Regions from separate parts of the Sus scrofa genome. Here region 2 is linked to region 1. A link is a contact called in public Hi-C data. All regions are on one chromosome and are shown on one strand. Each heading gives the region's core, a stretch centred on a gene start, on an enhancer-like site or on the middle of the called end of the contact. The rest is flanking DNA. Distances are from core to core; before and after follow the strand shown. Region 1 holds the start of SERPINB1 (leukocyte elastase inhibitor). Region 2 holds the start of LOC106504299 (a long non-coding RNA gene).

Region 1 (7,358 bases), core at 1,769-4,268:
CAACTCACCTTCGATGGCTGTGTCCTGATAACACCTTCTTCTCATCAGTTCACCTTGTTCAGAGCATCTGAGCTTCACTTTTCCCAGTTCCTTTTCTAGAAAGTCTGTTTCACTCTGGAGCGAAGAGCGGGGGCGCTCGGCTTGTCACGTGGTGACTTGGTGTTTCAGGTGACTCTGACTCGGGCTGGCAGTTTTTTAAGACGGGTCTGGGTCTTCCGACTCTCATAAGAACGCCAGATTCGTTCGCGTGCTCAGTGAACACGGTAAGCGCGTGGCAAGCTTGTCCCACCTTCACCTTGTTTCATCCAACTAGAAACTTCTGAACAAAATCAAGAGAACTGTAAAATGTTGGCTACCACTGCCTAGAACTCGCAGCCCCGGTGGACGCTCAGAGGACAGGGCTGGTCCTCACGTCCTCAGGCCGCCCTGCCAAGGCTGGCCAGGCCCTCAGGACCGGCCTCATCCCCCTTCCGGCACGCGGGAATGCGTTAGCACAAAATCATGTCCAGAAATGACAGGTTTTCAGCCCCGCAGATGTCCCCTCCCCCACCGTGCCGTCCCACCCACAACCCATGTGTTAAAACGAACACAGGACTAGTTCTAATCAGGCCGCCGTGGCCGTGGATATAGGAGGCACGCGATGCCACGCGACGTCCTGTGGGAGCTGGGAAGTGCCCAGCTGGGCCAGCAGTGGGAGGAAAGGGCAGAGGTGGCGGCCCAGAGCCTCTCCTGGGGTTCTTGCAGGTCATGGAGGAGGGCAGGGCAGGTGCACAGGGAAACTTAGGACTGGAGAGTTGGGGCCTGTCCCTGGGCTGGGGCTCTCCGCCGGGTTCCAGTTGCCTGGTGGAGGTGCTGGGGTGGGTGTGATGAAGGAGCGGGTTGAGAATGCCCATTAGCTGGTGGGTTTGTGTGTCAAAGGAACCCTTGCGGGAGAGTCATTCTCCGTCTCTGGGAACTGGGCCCAGATGCCAGAGCGTCAAGAAAACAGAAAAGAGGAAGATGCAGTCTGTGCAACCCCCCTTGGTCCAGGAAGCGTCCCTTCCCTCCTGACCGCTGGACCACAGCTTGCTCCGGCCTGTTTCCAACCTCTGTGTCACCAGAACCTCCGGTCCACACCCTGCGTGCCCGTCCTTCCTCTGCAGTGTGCTCGGGAGATGCCCGCTGCGGTCTGTGCGTTTCCCCTGCTGTTCTGTGGTCCGATTTCTCCATCGTCTGCTGGGGGCTGATGCATGTCCCGCTGTGATGAGCGAGCTTGTGCCTGCCCCCCGGGGCCCCGGCCTCACGGCGTTCTGTCCCGGGTCTGTTGGGTCTGTCGCGGGGCGAGGTCACTGATCTAGCCAGGGTATGATGCCTGCGAGCCGAGCAGACACACCAAACACTGCACCGAACCGCGGGTACCATCACGCGTGTCCGAGACTCTGTGTGACCTCGGGCAGGGGTCCATTCCATGGAGGCCCCGAGCACGAGGCCCCAAGCCCCCTGCCTCTGCCTTACACAGGACATGGACGGACTGATGACAGGTGTGTGATGTCCATTCTGTCTGAACCTTATATGGGATATGTATTGACTTAGGAAGTGGTTTCATTTCATATTTGACCCAGATTTTACTAACTCCACGGGAGCACATACAGAATGTCAGGGGAAGAAAAGAAAATTTAGAACCCATTTTTCCTCCGTTTTTTGTGTCTCGGATTTTAACGACTCTTCGGCGCAGCCTCTTAACGTCCTCACAGCCGCCTCTTGCTAGAAGCGGACGAGGGGGCTCTAGTTCTGCAAGAAATGATGGGCAGGTGACCGACTTTATCAAACCACTCAACATGACTGCAGCTGGTTTTCAGCAGACGTCGGTTTCTTTATTCCAACCAGTTGTAAGACACCCTACACTCTTAGCTGTTACCTTCTTGCTGCTTTTTTAAAAACTATGGAGAGTATGTTTATCTGTCATTACTAATCTTCTCTGCTCCTTTTCTTATAAACAAAGTCTCGGAGTCAAAAAAACCACAAACCCATTTACACTATATTATCCATACTAACTAAAAAATAGGATTTTTCCTTCGTCCCCCTTGCATGTTGAGATTTGTATGAAAGCAGGGAAGAAGTGTCAAGATGGCAGAATCGTTTCATACCCTCAAGTACTATACATTTTGGTGAAATTACACACCCAGGCATTTAAAGGACAAACAAATAAACAAGAAACTTCACAGAAAGTTACTGCTTTCATTATTCAACTACAGTCATTCTAGTTTTAGCATTTTAACATTACGCTGGACAGCTTATGTTTTCGTATAATGGGTAAGAAATCCTTTATTCATGGAGACGGTGTTGTCGTGGTGTGTGGTGTGCACACTGACCCAGCCTGGCAAAGTCGTCACTTGCCAGGGGAGTTCCGGGCTGAGCTTGGTACCTGAGAGACAGTGACATCAAGGATGTGGTTTGGAACTGAGTCTGCTTTCTGTGGTTTTTGTCTTTTTGCTTTTTCTAGGGCCGCACCCGCGGCATAGGGAGGTTCCCAGGCTAGGGGTCTAATCGGAGCTGTAGCTGCCAGCCTACGCCAGAGCCACAGCAATGCGGGATCCGAGCTGTGTCTGCAACCTGCACCACAGCTCACAGCAACGCCGGATCCTCAACCCACTGAACAAGGGCGGGGATCGAACCCGAAACCTCATGGTTCCTAGTCGGATTCGTCAACCACAGAGCCATGACGGGAACTCCAGAACTGATTCTGTTTTATCACCTCCCCCCAATAATCCGAGCGTTTGGAGTGCATAGATAAGATTCAAAAGATTCCTCTAAGTGGTGACACATTATGCCACCTCTGTCATTCACACCTTGGTAAGAAATGGCCCATCAGAGCATTGGCAGAGATCTGAGTTTGCCTGGAACTCAGAGAAGTGCTGATCCCCTGAGAGCGCTGCGTGGAGGCCTGCCCAGCCCGAGACGCCCAGCGCGATGTGCCAGAGCCGTGTGCCCAGCCCAGCCCAGCCCAGCGGGACTGCTGGGAAGGAAGCCCCCGGGCGGGGCCGCCCCGCCCACCCGCAGGGGCCACGCCCTCCCTCCTGCCGCTATAAAGTCCGCGCGCCGCGCTCTCCAGCACCTCGCATCCCGCCCGGGCGGCTGAGCTGCGGTAAGGCCCGCGGGCGGCGCGGGAGGTGGGGCGGGCGGGGAGGTCGGCGCGGTCGATCCGAGAGCGCCCGCGGGGCCCCCGGCCCCGTGGCCACTCCGGCCCGGGGCTCCCGCGCCGCAACCGGGGCCCAAGGCCGGGCGGCCTGCAGGGACGAAGGTCGCTCCCTGGCGGCCCGAAGGCGGAACCGAAACTGGAGTTTTCTCTCCCTACTTCCCGGAGTTTTTTTGTGGCAGTTTTCACGCAGCCCGCTTCTCCTTTCTTGGCTCGAGGTGGGGCAGGGAGGCCAGTGCGATCCCGGATGTTCCTCAGCAACAGCAGTAATTCATCCTATTACCTACACGCTGAGCGTCTCCCCCGTGTATTCGGGGGAAACTGGGCTCTGAGCGCAGAGCTCAGGTGGGGAAGTTGGGTCAGGCTGGCCGAGCGGAGACCAAGGGCAGGGCTTCAGCTGCGGGGTCCCAGCTGCCTGCGGCTGTGACAGGACACCTGTCACCTTCTGCTTGCCCCGCCGCCCAGCCTAACTTGGGGCCTGGGTTGGGTTTTCAACTCTCGCAGCCTGTAACCCCTCAAACATTAGCAAGTGAATCTCAAAATGAGGGCCATTGTTCCTCCTTTGCTGGAATGTGCTTTAAAGAGCAGCAGGCAGCTATGATTTTCTAATAGCAACAGCCTCTTTCAGATAAATGTGGGCAATGGATTCATGGCTCAAGTGAATCAGAGGCTTGAAGGGAAGGGTGGGAGGTATGTGCCCCCCCCATGTCGCAGGGGAGCCCTCCCAGGCACCTGGGCCCTTGAGGCCACAGGTCTTGACCCCGTGTCACTGCCGAATCCTTGGCCGGCCGCCCCCACCTTGCACTTTGGGGCACGTGGAGGGTTTTTGCCCTCCTGGGACAAGAAGAGAGCAGAAGCCCCGGGTGTCTCAGGGTGGCTGGCCAGGCTGAGGAGGAGGTGGGGAAGTGACACTGCTGGCGCGGGTGTGGCAGCCAGCAGCTCTGGGCTCTTCTGTGCTGCAGCTTCGCCATGGAGCAGCTGAGCGCGGCCAACACCCGCTTCGCCTTGGACCTGTTCCGCGCCCTGAATGAGAGCAATCCTGCTGGGAACATCTTCATCTCCCCCTTCAGCATTTCGTCAGCACTGGCCATGATCCTTCTGGGGACCAGAGGCAACACGGAGGCCCAGATGTCCAAGGTCAGCAAAACCAGCAGCGATAGCCCAGTGCCACTGCTGAGTCCTACCACAGGCTGAACCGGAAAGCCGTGCTTTTGAGCTCGGGCAGCGCGTTTGTGGAACTGGGCTTCTGTGCTCAGCGTTGTGCATTGTGTGATACATTACATTTCATGAGGCCAGACTTTAGGAAAAGCCCCAGGGACGATACACTCAGATGCAGGCTGTCATTTACCGATCCGGTCTTTTCCGAGCACCCACCACCTGCCAGGTGCTGTTTTGTGTTTTTGTGTTGGGTTTCTTTTTTCTTTTTTTGTCTTTTTGCCTTTTCTAGGGCTGCTCCTGTGGCATATGGAGGTTCCCAGGCTAGGGGTTGAATCGGAGCTGTAGCCGCCAGCCTACACCACAGCCACAGCAATGCGGGATCTGAGCCTTGTCTGCAACCTACACCACCTCTCACGGCAACGCCGGATCCTTAACCCATTGAGCAAGGCCAGGGATTGAACCTGCAACCTCATGGTTCCTAGTCGGGAACTCCTGTGTTGGTTTGTTTTTTATGGTCACACCTATGGAATTTCCTGGGCCAGGGACTGTATCTGAGCTGCAGCTGCAGCTGCAGAAGCGTCTGATCCGTGAACCCACTGCACCTGGCCAGGACTGTCCTGAGCTTCCCCAGGGACCTGAGCCGCTGCAGTGGGAGTCTTAACCCACTGTGCCACAGCGGGAACTGTGCCAGGCCTCACAAAACCATGAAGGACTCTTGATGTAGCTGAGGCATGGGGAATTAAACTTTTCCAAGTTAAGTTTGAAGAAGTTATTTTTAAATGAGTGAGTTGCTGATGTTAATAGTGCAATTAAAAAAAAAAACCCTTAATCTGTAATATCTTTGTGTATAGCTGATAAATCTTATTTGTACTATTTCTGAGACCTTCAATAAAATTATATTTGATACAGAATATGCATATGAACTTACCATTTATGTTTTTTTGGGGAAAAAGCAGATTTGTATAAATATTTTATTAACCACTCATATGTGTGGAACAATCATTATAAGAAAGAAGTGATATAAAAAGTTTCTAATGTAAGTAGCCTGTTTCACAAAGCTACACGTTTTGGATTTTCTGTTACTTGTTCTCCAATGAAAAATGACTAAAGGGAGTTCCCATCGTGGCGCAGTGGTTAACGAATCCGACTAGGAACCATGAGGTTGCGGGTTCGGTCCTGCCCTTGCTCAGTGGGTTAAGGTTCCGGCGTTGCCGTGAGCTGTGGTGTAGGTTGCAGACACGGCTCGGATCCCGCGTTGCTGTGGCTCTGGCGTAGGCTGGCAGCTACAGCTCTGATTCGACCCCTAGCCTGGGAACCTCCATATGCCACAGGAGCGGCCCAAGAAATGGCAAAAAGACCAAAAAAAAAAAAAAAAAAAAAAAGACTGAAGTATTAGTCTTGGGCCACCAACTGGCAATAAAACATGTGAATTTAATTTGATGGGAGCACATGACAAGGAAGCAATTTTTAAATTCACAATAAATGGCTACAGAGATAATGTTTTCTTTATTTTAGGCTCTCCATTTCGACACTGTCAAGGACATTCATTCACGATTTCAGAGTCTGAATGCGGATATCAACAAGTGTGGAGCCTCCTATATCCTGAAACTCGCTAATAGGTTGTTTGGCGAAAAAACCTATCACTTCCTCCCCGTAAGTACTTTGTCTTCAGGCTCTAAACCTCACCAGGCAATGCCGGTTTTTTCCCAGCATGATCCCGTCCCAGAGGCCAGTTTTGATTTCTGTAAAAGCCTTCAGAAAAACGTGATCCCGAATGAAAACAGGACGGAGAGGATTCCCATTCAGGGTGCGGTTTCACTTTCAGCCTCCACGGGGAAAAGACGGACCTTGGCTGTTCTACTGAAGCAAGAGTGAGACGTGTAACTCACCTCCAAGCACACTCAGGATCTGCCTGTTTGTGAGCACCTTGGTCAAAGGCTCGAAATGAATTGGTACATTTTAGGCGGCGCCGCAGCTCCTGAACCGCACGCTTGCAAGTGGTGGAGACTGCCAGTTGGATGTTCCACCGCTTTCACTGTCATAAAACAAAGTAGAAGCGTTGGAATTTTCTGGTGACATGAAACATGCCTTTGGGGATAATTTCTGTTGCTTTTAAGGATTCTAGAAAACCCTTTTTGCATGTAGGAGGAGTTATTCACAACAAGTGTTTTGTCTCACACAGGAATTCTTAGCTTCAACTCAGAAAACCTACGGGGCTGAACTGGCCAGCGTGGACTTCCTGCGGGCCTCGGAAGAGGCCCGGAAGGCGATAAACGAGTGGGTCAAAGAGCAGACGGAAGGTGAGCGAGGGCGGCCGGTCATCCACGCCGGGCCTCGCCTCCCTCCTCCCGCCGCCCCCCTGCGGGCCCCCCTCTCCTCTGCCCTCCCCACCCTGCAGCCTGACCCTGCACCTCGGTCCTACCCAGGACCAGACAGCTTTTTTATTTTTATTTTTTTGTCTTTTCTAGGGCCGTTCCTGCAGCAGCATCTGGAGGCTCCCAGGCTAGGGGTCTAATCAGAGCTGTAGCTACCGGCCTACACCACAGCCACAGCAACTCAGGATCCGAGCCGCATCTGTAACCTACACCACAGCTCACGGCAACGCTGGATCTTTAACCCACTGAGCGAGGCCAGGGATCAAACCGGCAACCTCATGGTTCCTAGTCGGATTCCTTAACCACTGCACCACGACGGGAACTCCCAGACAGGTTTCAAATGTAGAAATTCCTCAAAGCGGAAATGCAAACATGCTTTATCTGAAGAGGCTCAATGTTTTCTCCCCATAAGTTCCCCAAACTACATTTAAAAATTAAAACTAGGGGAGTTCCTGTTGTGGCTCAGTAGTTAACGAATCCAACTGGGAGCCATGAGGTTGCGGGTTCCATCCCTGGCTTTGCTCAATGGGTTAAGGATCCGGCGTTGCCGTGAGCTGTGGTATAGGTCGCAGACGAGGCTTGGATCTGGCATTGCTGTGACTGGTGTAGGCCGGCAGCTACAGCTCCGATCAGACCCCTAGCCTGGGAAC
Region 2 (7,187 bases), core at 1,578-4,077, 87 kb before region 1:
GGCCTGAATCCCATTCTCCTTGGTGTCTGTCCCACTGTCACTGAGGTAACTCTGGATCGGGGGTGACAAGGGGCCTCTTTCAATTCTAACCCCCCACCTGTTCCAGCGCCAGCAGCCGAGGCCCAGACCTCGGTGCCCGTCGTCCAGCTCTTCCTCTTCTCCGTCTTCCTGGCTGGGTGCTTTTTTCTTTTCCTTCTTTTCAAATGCCGGTTGGTGTGGCCTTAGCTTCTGTCCTCAGACCACCCCAAACAGGTGCGGCCAGGCCAGTGCACCCTCGTCCAGCACCCAGCACCTACATCTCACACCTGTCTCCTAAACATTGTCACCTAATGTCTCACCAGCCCCACGAGCCCCTCCGGACTCAGACCCGTCTTCACTGGACCCCAGGACCTGACCGTCCCTCCCCCCGTATTCCCTTTTGGTTAATTATCCCACCGTGTATACTAACGGTTACCTGGAACTCCCTTCTTGTCCTGGTCCCCCAATCCCCCTGGTCGCTATACCCTGCCTCCTACTTAGCTCCTGGCATCACCAGCATCACTGCTGCCACTGCTTGGGTTTAGGCGCACCTGCCTGTGCTCTAGTCCCTGAAGCCAACTCCTATCTGTCCCCCCCACCCCCGCCCCGCTTCTGCAGCCAATCCATCCTAAGTGCCAACTTTCTAACTCGAAAGGGAAAAAGGGGAAGAGGGAAGGAAGTGATTGAATGAATCCTGTTACTTACCCAGTTAGAATGGCTCCCCCTTTTGTGCCCAATAGATAAAACACAAATTCCCCAGAACCACCTGAAGGTTCTTTCCAGCCCTGCCCCGCCAGACCCAGTGAACGCGACCCTGCCTGCTCCAGCCGCTCCAGCCCACACCCCCGCCGCCCCCAGCTTAGAGCCAGGAGCCCTTTCACACGCAGTGACTCTGCCTACTTGGCTCTTTCTGGACCTTGGACTCCTCCCTCAAGACCCCACTCAACTCACAGTCCCTGAATTCATCCCAGCCCCACGGTGCCCGCTCCATCCTGTTCCCAACTCGCTGCGTATGTGCCTGGCAGAACCGCCACCCACTACGGTGAGGCACAGTCTCCTTCGCATCCACCTGAACGGCTCGAAGAGGAAGGACCGTGTTTTACTCCGTTTTCTCAACAACTCTGTGACCTGACGCACCTCTCAGTACAGTACATGTCTGCTCCACGAAGTTTGGGGTTTTCCGGTTCTACCACCCAGTGGGGTTTCAAAGGTATGAGAGACGCTTACAAAGTCCAAGCATCTGAATGTGAAAGGTGGTTTCTGGTTTAAAAAAAAAAAAAAAGAAAGTCGGACGTTCCTGTTGTGGCTCAGCAATAACAAGCCTGACTAGGATCCATGAAGATGTGGGTTGGATCCCTGGCCTCGTTCAGGGGGTTAAGGATCTGGCATTGCCAGGAGCTGTGGTGTAGGTCACAGACACGGCTCGGATCTGGCGTGGCTGTGACTGTGGTGTAGGCCAGTAGCTGCAGCTCCAACTGGACCCCTAGCCTGGGAACCTCCATGTGCCACGGGTGCAGCCATAAAAAGAAAACAAAAAAAGTCTCTTTCTCATTTCAAAACAGTGCGATAGGGAAGCGTCAAGTAGGGCAGGAGAGCACCGCCTGGTTGCATCTCTTCGTCCTTCACCCTCCTCGGGAATTATCTTCATCGAGGTCACGCAGGCAGCGAATCCAAGCCAGAGCTTCCCAAGAACTCGGGGAAGGAGAGAGGTACGTCCGTGTCAGGTCCGTACTGAAGGCTGTGGGTGTGTGGCTGTCCTTCCCTCAGAGCTGGGGGAGCTCAGGGTCCCTCCTACGCTGTCCTTAAAGAGAAGACGTGGAGAAACCCGGGGTCCGCCCCTTGGCTGTGCACACGTAGCCGAGGAGACGAGAAGAGGAGCTGTCAGCAGCTCCTTAAATACTGGCATTTTCTGGGGTAGAAATAATGCAGAGCTCAGACCTTCCTCCCCGGAGGGAAAAAAGGGTGTTCCCCCCCCTTCCCAGGAAGGGTATGTGGCCCTGTATCCACCCACCACCTGCAGGCTCATCATTCTGCCCACATTGGGCAGAGTCTTACTTTCAACTGGCTTCTTGGGTGGCCTGTCACTGGCCCAAGGCAAGGTTACATGCATTTTGGCCTCAGCAGGGTCCAACTCTCTGTTCCTAGACTCCTAACCTGTGGGCTGCTGCTCGCCTGATCTTTCCAAAGGGACCCACGACCCGGACGTGACTCTCAAGTGAATCCCTGGGAGTGGCTGCTGCGGTTTCTTTGGAAGAACTGTTGGGCCATCCGGTATGAAGCGCTGAGGTCCTGCAGCTTGCTCACAGGGAAGGTGCCACGTCATCTGGACAACTTCTGCTGTTTGCAGGAAACACTGCCATGTTCACTGTCTCCAAGGAAACCAAACAGATGTGGATCGTTGCCCCGGAACTCATTTCGGGTCCTGCATCCAAGCCCAGGACCAGTCTCGGAGCGTCACACTACAGACTGTGATAAACACTCGCTTAATTAGCTTGAGTTAGTAAGCAGCTGACGTATTCCCGGACAGTTTAACCCATTAGGATAAAGTTCTGTTACTCATCTAATTTCCTGGTTGCTGATTTAGAAGTAGCCTTTGGCAGCTCGTACACTGTGATCTGATGTTTTACAAGTAAACGTGGCTAAATCAATCCAAGTCCATCGCTGCCATGGGCATGAGGCAGAAATAGTCTTCCGATGCTGTGAGCCAGTCGGGCCATACAACACTGAAAAATGCACAGAGTGCAGCTACGTTCACGGCCCAGACGTCACAGAGAGGGGCTGGCATTAGGAGAGCAGCCCTTCCCGCTGTTGTGCTGGAGCTGCAATGTCAGCAGGACAGAAGACACGTGCTCGGTGAGCTGTGTGGCTGCTGCCTTTCACGCTGGTTCCGGGTGAGATGCTGCCTGTGCTCCATCATCAAAACTGACTTGCGTCACATGGGTTGGATATGGGTTGCAATGTGCCTTTTGAGTGTGTTTTTTACCAATATATTATTTCCAACATTTGAAAGGACTATTTTCAAAAATAAAATACTACGAAAGAAAATATCTGCCTGTAACAATCTCAGATTCATAAACCCGATGAACTGCGTGTGGAACCACGGCCAAGAGTCTTTGTTCATCTCGGGTTTAAGCTGCCTACTGAAACATCAGACCGTTCCAGCAACACCCAAAAGGCGCTGTTTCTGTTTCTTGTGCATGGACTGCTGAATTCCTCTGACACTGAAATCAAAGGAACCAGTCTCCTTATCTGGGGTCATGTGGGGCAAGAAAATGCCATTCTCTTGCTGAGTGAGGCCAGATGTTGTCAGGTTAGCGTCAGGGGCCAGTTAGCAGGACTGGACAGAAAAGGCATCCTCTGGAGTCACTTTTGTTGACATCATTGCTGTATCTGAAGTGAGTTTTCTAAACATCGGACTCGAATGAATCACCTGGTATTACTGAGCAACAGCTGTACGTGTCCTTCCGCCAGTGGGCAGGGGTACTCTTCATTCACCAATGACCACCCCCCAACTCAGCTGCCACAACAACTGCCCTAGGTCATTCTGGGAGCGAAAGGCCCAACACTGCAAAGCCTGGAGGAAACCAGGTGCAGGTGAGACCCAGGGTTTCACCGCTTCACCTCGCTGGCCTTTCCATCCTCGCTGTGGTCTGTGGTCTGGAGAGAGTGGCACTGTCCAACAGGGAGCTGATGCCAGTATATCTAGTGGCTGAACAGCAGCAATGAGGAAGAGAGGATAAAACACAGAAGAGCTCTGAGTAGTGGTGCAATGGTAACACTTAGATCTTCAGCCACGCGGCTCTGCAGACCGGGTTGCCAGGGGTCTTTATCAAAGACTGCCAGTAACCTCTTCCCACCTGTAAATCCGTGGCTAAATGGTGGGGGGATCCTGCAAGCATTTCCAGTGATACCACATCACGCTGGTATTTCATGCTTAGTTAGAGACAGTTGAAACCCAGGCCTTTGTCACGTGAACTGTGATCAGAGTAGTTTCAGCTGTGTACTCATACCATTTATTTTGCTATATCTGATTTTGGGGTCTGATGTGGGATTTGATTCTGTTTTTCATTATAAGCCTCTTAGGGTATTAAGTTTCGAAAATGTGACAAACACACGCTTAACAACTTTATGCTAAGAGAAATCTTTCTAGAAAGGAGGGTGCTGAGTCTAGACTTATTAGCCTACGTAATTTGGAAAACAGTTCTCCCACCCAGTTTGAATCCAGGCAAGATGGCAGCGAATACTGGCCGAGAGAACCCCCGCCTAGGTCTCCCTGCCAAGCGACCCTAGCTTGAGAAAAAGCAAATGAGGTTAGGAATGACCTGTTCTTTTGCGGAACCAGGCTGGCTTCCTGGGCGCACCTTTTTATTTTGGAGATATTAAAGTACTAAAAGGTAGGTAGGATAAGAAATTTACCCTATTGGAGGTGATGCAATCGAACAAGAGAAAATGATCAGAGACATGAAAACTGGGGGAAGAAATACAACAATCTCTATTTGCAGGTGATAAAATATAGCTGTAGGACTCAGGGACTCAAAAGAATCAATGGGGAAAAAAACCCTAATACAAACAGTAAGAAAATTCATAAGGGCACTAGGTTAAAAGTTACCACATAAAAACAATCTTCTGACAGACAAGGAGAAGCCGGTAGGAAAACACAAGGGAAGAAAAGTGCTTGCTCGCAATATCGACGGAAAGATGAAATAACCAGGAATACATTCAACAAGAGAGGGGCAAACCTTCCCTGAAGAAAACTTTTAAAGTACTCCTGAAAAAGAGAAAAAACCTATTTGTGCGAACAGAAAGATCCTGCAGGTTCTTGGCTGGGGAGAGGATTAAGAAGTCCTTCGACCTCTCCAGGTTCTTGGGCTGGTCTAACAGTTGAATTGGCTTTAGACGGATTAACAGGAGAAAAACACATTTAGATTCCTATGTGTGGGAGTCCCCTGAAGCTGTAAGACCCAAAGGCGATCGGGCCATCGAGGCTCCTGTGTCACCCTGAGCGGAGGAATGGGGTGGGGCCGGGGCTTCTCACGGGGGGAGGGCCATCCCAAGGACGTAGGAGAGCAGACCTTTGGTTTGCCCTGCCCTGCAGGTAAGTCTTTCAGGTACAAAGTTATCTCCGGTAATAAACGGCTCTCTTTCTAGGCCAGGTCCCTGCATCTTTTAGTCAATATCTTTTAGGCAAATAAAGGGGAGGTCAAAGTTTTCCTGAGTCTGCCAGGTCTTGATTGCCTTCTGCTCACAATAACCCACATGCCAAAGGGGCACATTCTCGGGTGGCATATTCTGCTCCCCTTCAGACAGCACAACTAAATCAGTGCAATATGAACTCAACACAAGCTAAATTCAGTATGGTTCTAACAAATATGTGAGTACTTTTTTTTTGGAGAGTCAGACAAGTTGACTTTTTAGTTTTTATGGGAAAATAAAAGAAGCAAGGACAGTCAGGAAAACCCTGAAACAAAGGAGCAATGAAGGGTACGCGCTGTCCCAGGCGTACCTGCATCAGGAAAGCTCTATATTTTAGAGTGACTGACCAGCTGAAGCAGGCCAGAGTGCCTGCAGCTGTTTGGTATATAATAAAGTGGCCTGTCAAATTATCAGTAAAAATACGGATTTTTTTAAAAAAAAGGAGTTGGAACAACTGGAAAGGCATCTGAAAGAATTAAAATTGGATCTACATTTCCTATACACCAGGACAAACCCTAAATGGATCAGCTGTAGTAAAAAACAAAACAAAACAAAAACAAAACCCAAACTCCAAAAAACCACATAACTAGTGGAAGAAAACCCTGGTGAACTGCACAATCGGGAGAAAGACTTCCTAACTATGATCCAAAAATCTATACGCCGTAAAGGAAAAATAATCAAATTAGACTGCAATAAAAAATATATGCCAAAATCATCAGAAGCACTATCAGAAGACAGCTGAGAGGCTGGGTAAAAATATTTGTGACTTGTGCTACGAAGACTAATCATGCTAATACATAAAGAGCAGGTAAGAACCAAGGAAAAGGGAGTTCCCGTCGTGGTGCAGTGGTTAAGGAATCCGACTAGGAACCATGAGGTTGCAGGTTCGGTCCCTGCCCTTGCTCCGTGGGTTAAGGACCCGGCATTGCCGTGACATGTGGTGTAGGCTGCAGACGCGGCTCGGATCCCGCGTTGCTGTGGCTGTGGTGTAGGCTGGCGGCTACAGCTCTGATTCGACCCCTAGCCTGGGAAACTCCACAAGCCGCGGGAGCGGCCCTAGAAGAAACAAACAAAAAGAACCAAGGAGAAGGAAGTTCCCATTGGGGCGCAGCCTAAATGAATCCGACTAACATGCAAGAGGATGTGGGTTCTATCCGTCGCCTCGCTCAGCTGGTGGGGGATCCGGCGGCGTGGCCAGGAGCTGTGGCGTAGGTCGCATACGTGGCTCAGACCCAGTGTTGCTGTGGCTGTGATGCCGGCCGACAGCTGTAGCTCCAATTCCACCCCTAGCCTGCGAACCTACATATGCCGCAGGTGCGGTCCTAAAAAACAAAAACAAACAAACTAATTTTAAAAATGAACAAAAAGTCATGAACAGTTCACAGGGGTGGGGGGGTGGGGGTGTAAAACAGAGGTAATGGCTTATGTATTTTTCAGCCTCACTTATGATAAAGTAAATGTTAATTCCCTGAGACAGTATTTCTCACCTATCAGATGGGTAAAAATCCAAAGGTTTCCAGGCATCACTGCCGGCAAGGGTATGAAGAAGCTCTTGGACATAGCTGGTGAGAGGACAAAATGACAATCCCGAAGGAGAGGAATTTGACAACTAACAAAAATATATCTGTAGTATTCCTAGCAATTCCATTTCTAGGAGGATAAGGCATTCGCTCCATCCGCGCCCGTAGTGGCCCCAAGGAGGCGACACCGCACTGGGGACGGAAAGGACACAGTGGCGCACCTGTCGCCAACTCCACTCGGCCCTGCCCGGCCAGGGCCGGCCCGCCCCGCCCCCTCGGCCGCCCAGCCCCGCCCCCTCGGCCCCGCCCCGGCCCCGCCCCTGCCGGCCGCGGTATTTGAGGCCCCGGACGCCGCGATCGCCTCACCGCCGCCCCGCACGCTCCGGTCGCGCTCGGGTACGTGTGTGGGTCGTCCGGCCGCGAGGTCGCGCCTGCGGGCGGGGCGGGGAGGCGGGC

The links. Hi-C and Micro-C count contacts between places; a contact is called where the count stands out from the background.
Region 2: a contact with region 1 is called in a Hi-C map of skeletal muscle, with 9 times the contacts expected there. The contact joins the enhancer-like site here to the promoter of SERPINB1 in region 1. A contact is called at or near these places in 2 of 5 promoter capture datasets (fetal skeletal muscle and liver), 31 of 47 Hi-C or Micro-C datasets (adipose tissue, alveolar macrophages, blood and 15 more) and 2 of 2 datasets of contacts at active chromatin or transcription factors (alveolar macrophages and skeletal muscle).

The regions. Positions count from the first base shown.
Region 1 is chr7:1,688,973-1,696,330 of Sscrofa11.1, reverse strand. SERPINB1 (leukocyte elastase inhibitor) reads left to right here and starts at 3,018. Exons shown (of 7, transcript XM_003482119.4): 1 at 3,018-3,124; 2 at 4,138-4,312; 3 at 5,849-5,986; 4 at 6,516-6,633. The coding sequence starts at 4,145.
Region 2 is chr7:1,775,996-1,783,182 of Sscrofa11.1, reverse strand. LOC106504299 (a long non-coding RNA gene) reads left to right here and starts at 7,039. Exons shown (of 7, transcript XR_002346227.1): 1 at 7,039-7,127. Within about 2 kb of position 2,827, at least 38 of the 83 cell types and tissues checked have an H3K27ac peak or open chromatin away from gene starts, as enhancers often do. A contact at or near this core is called in adipose tissue, fetal skeletal muscle, mesenteric adipose tissue and 4 more, where this site is marked.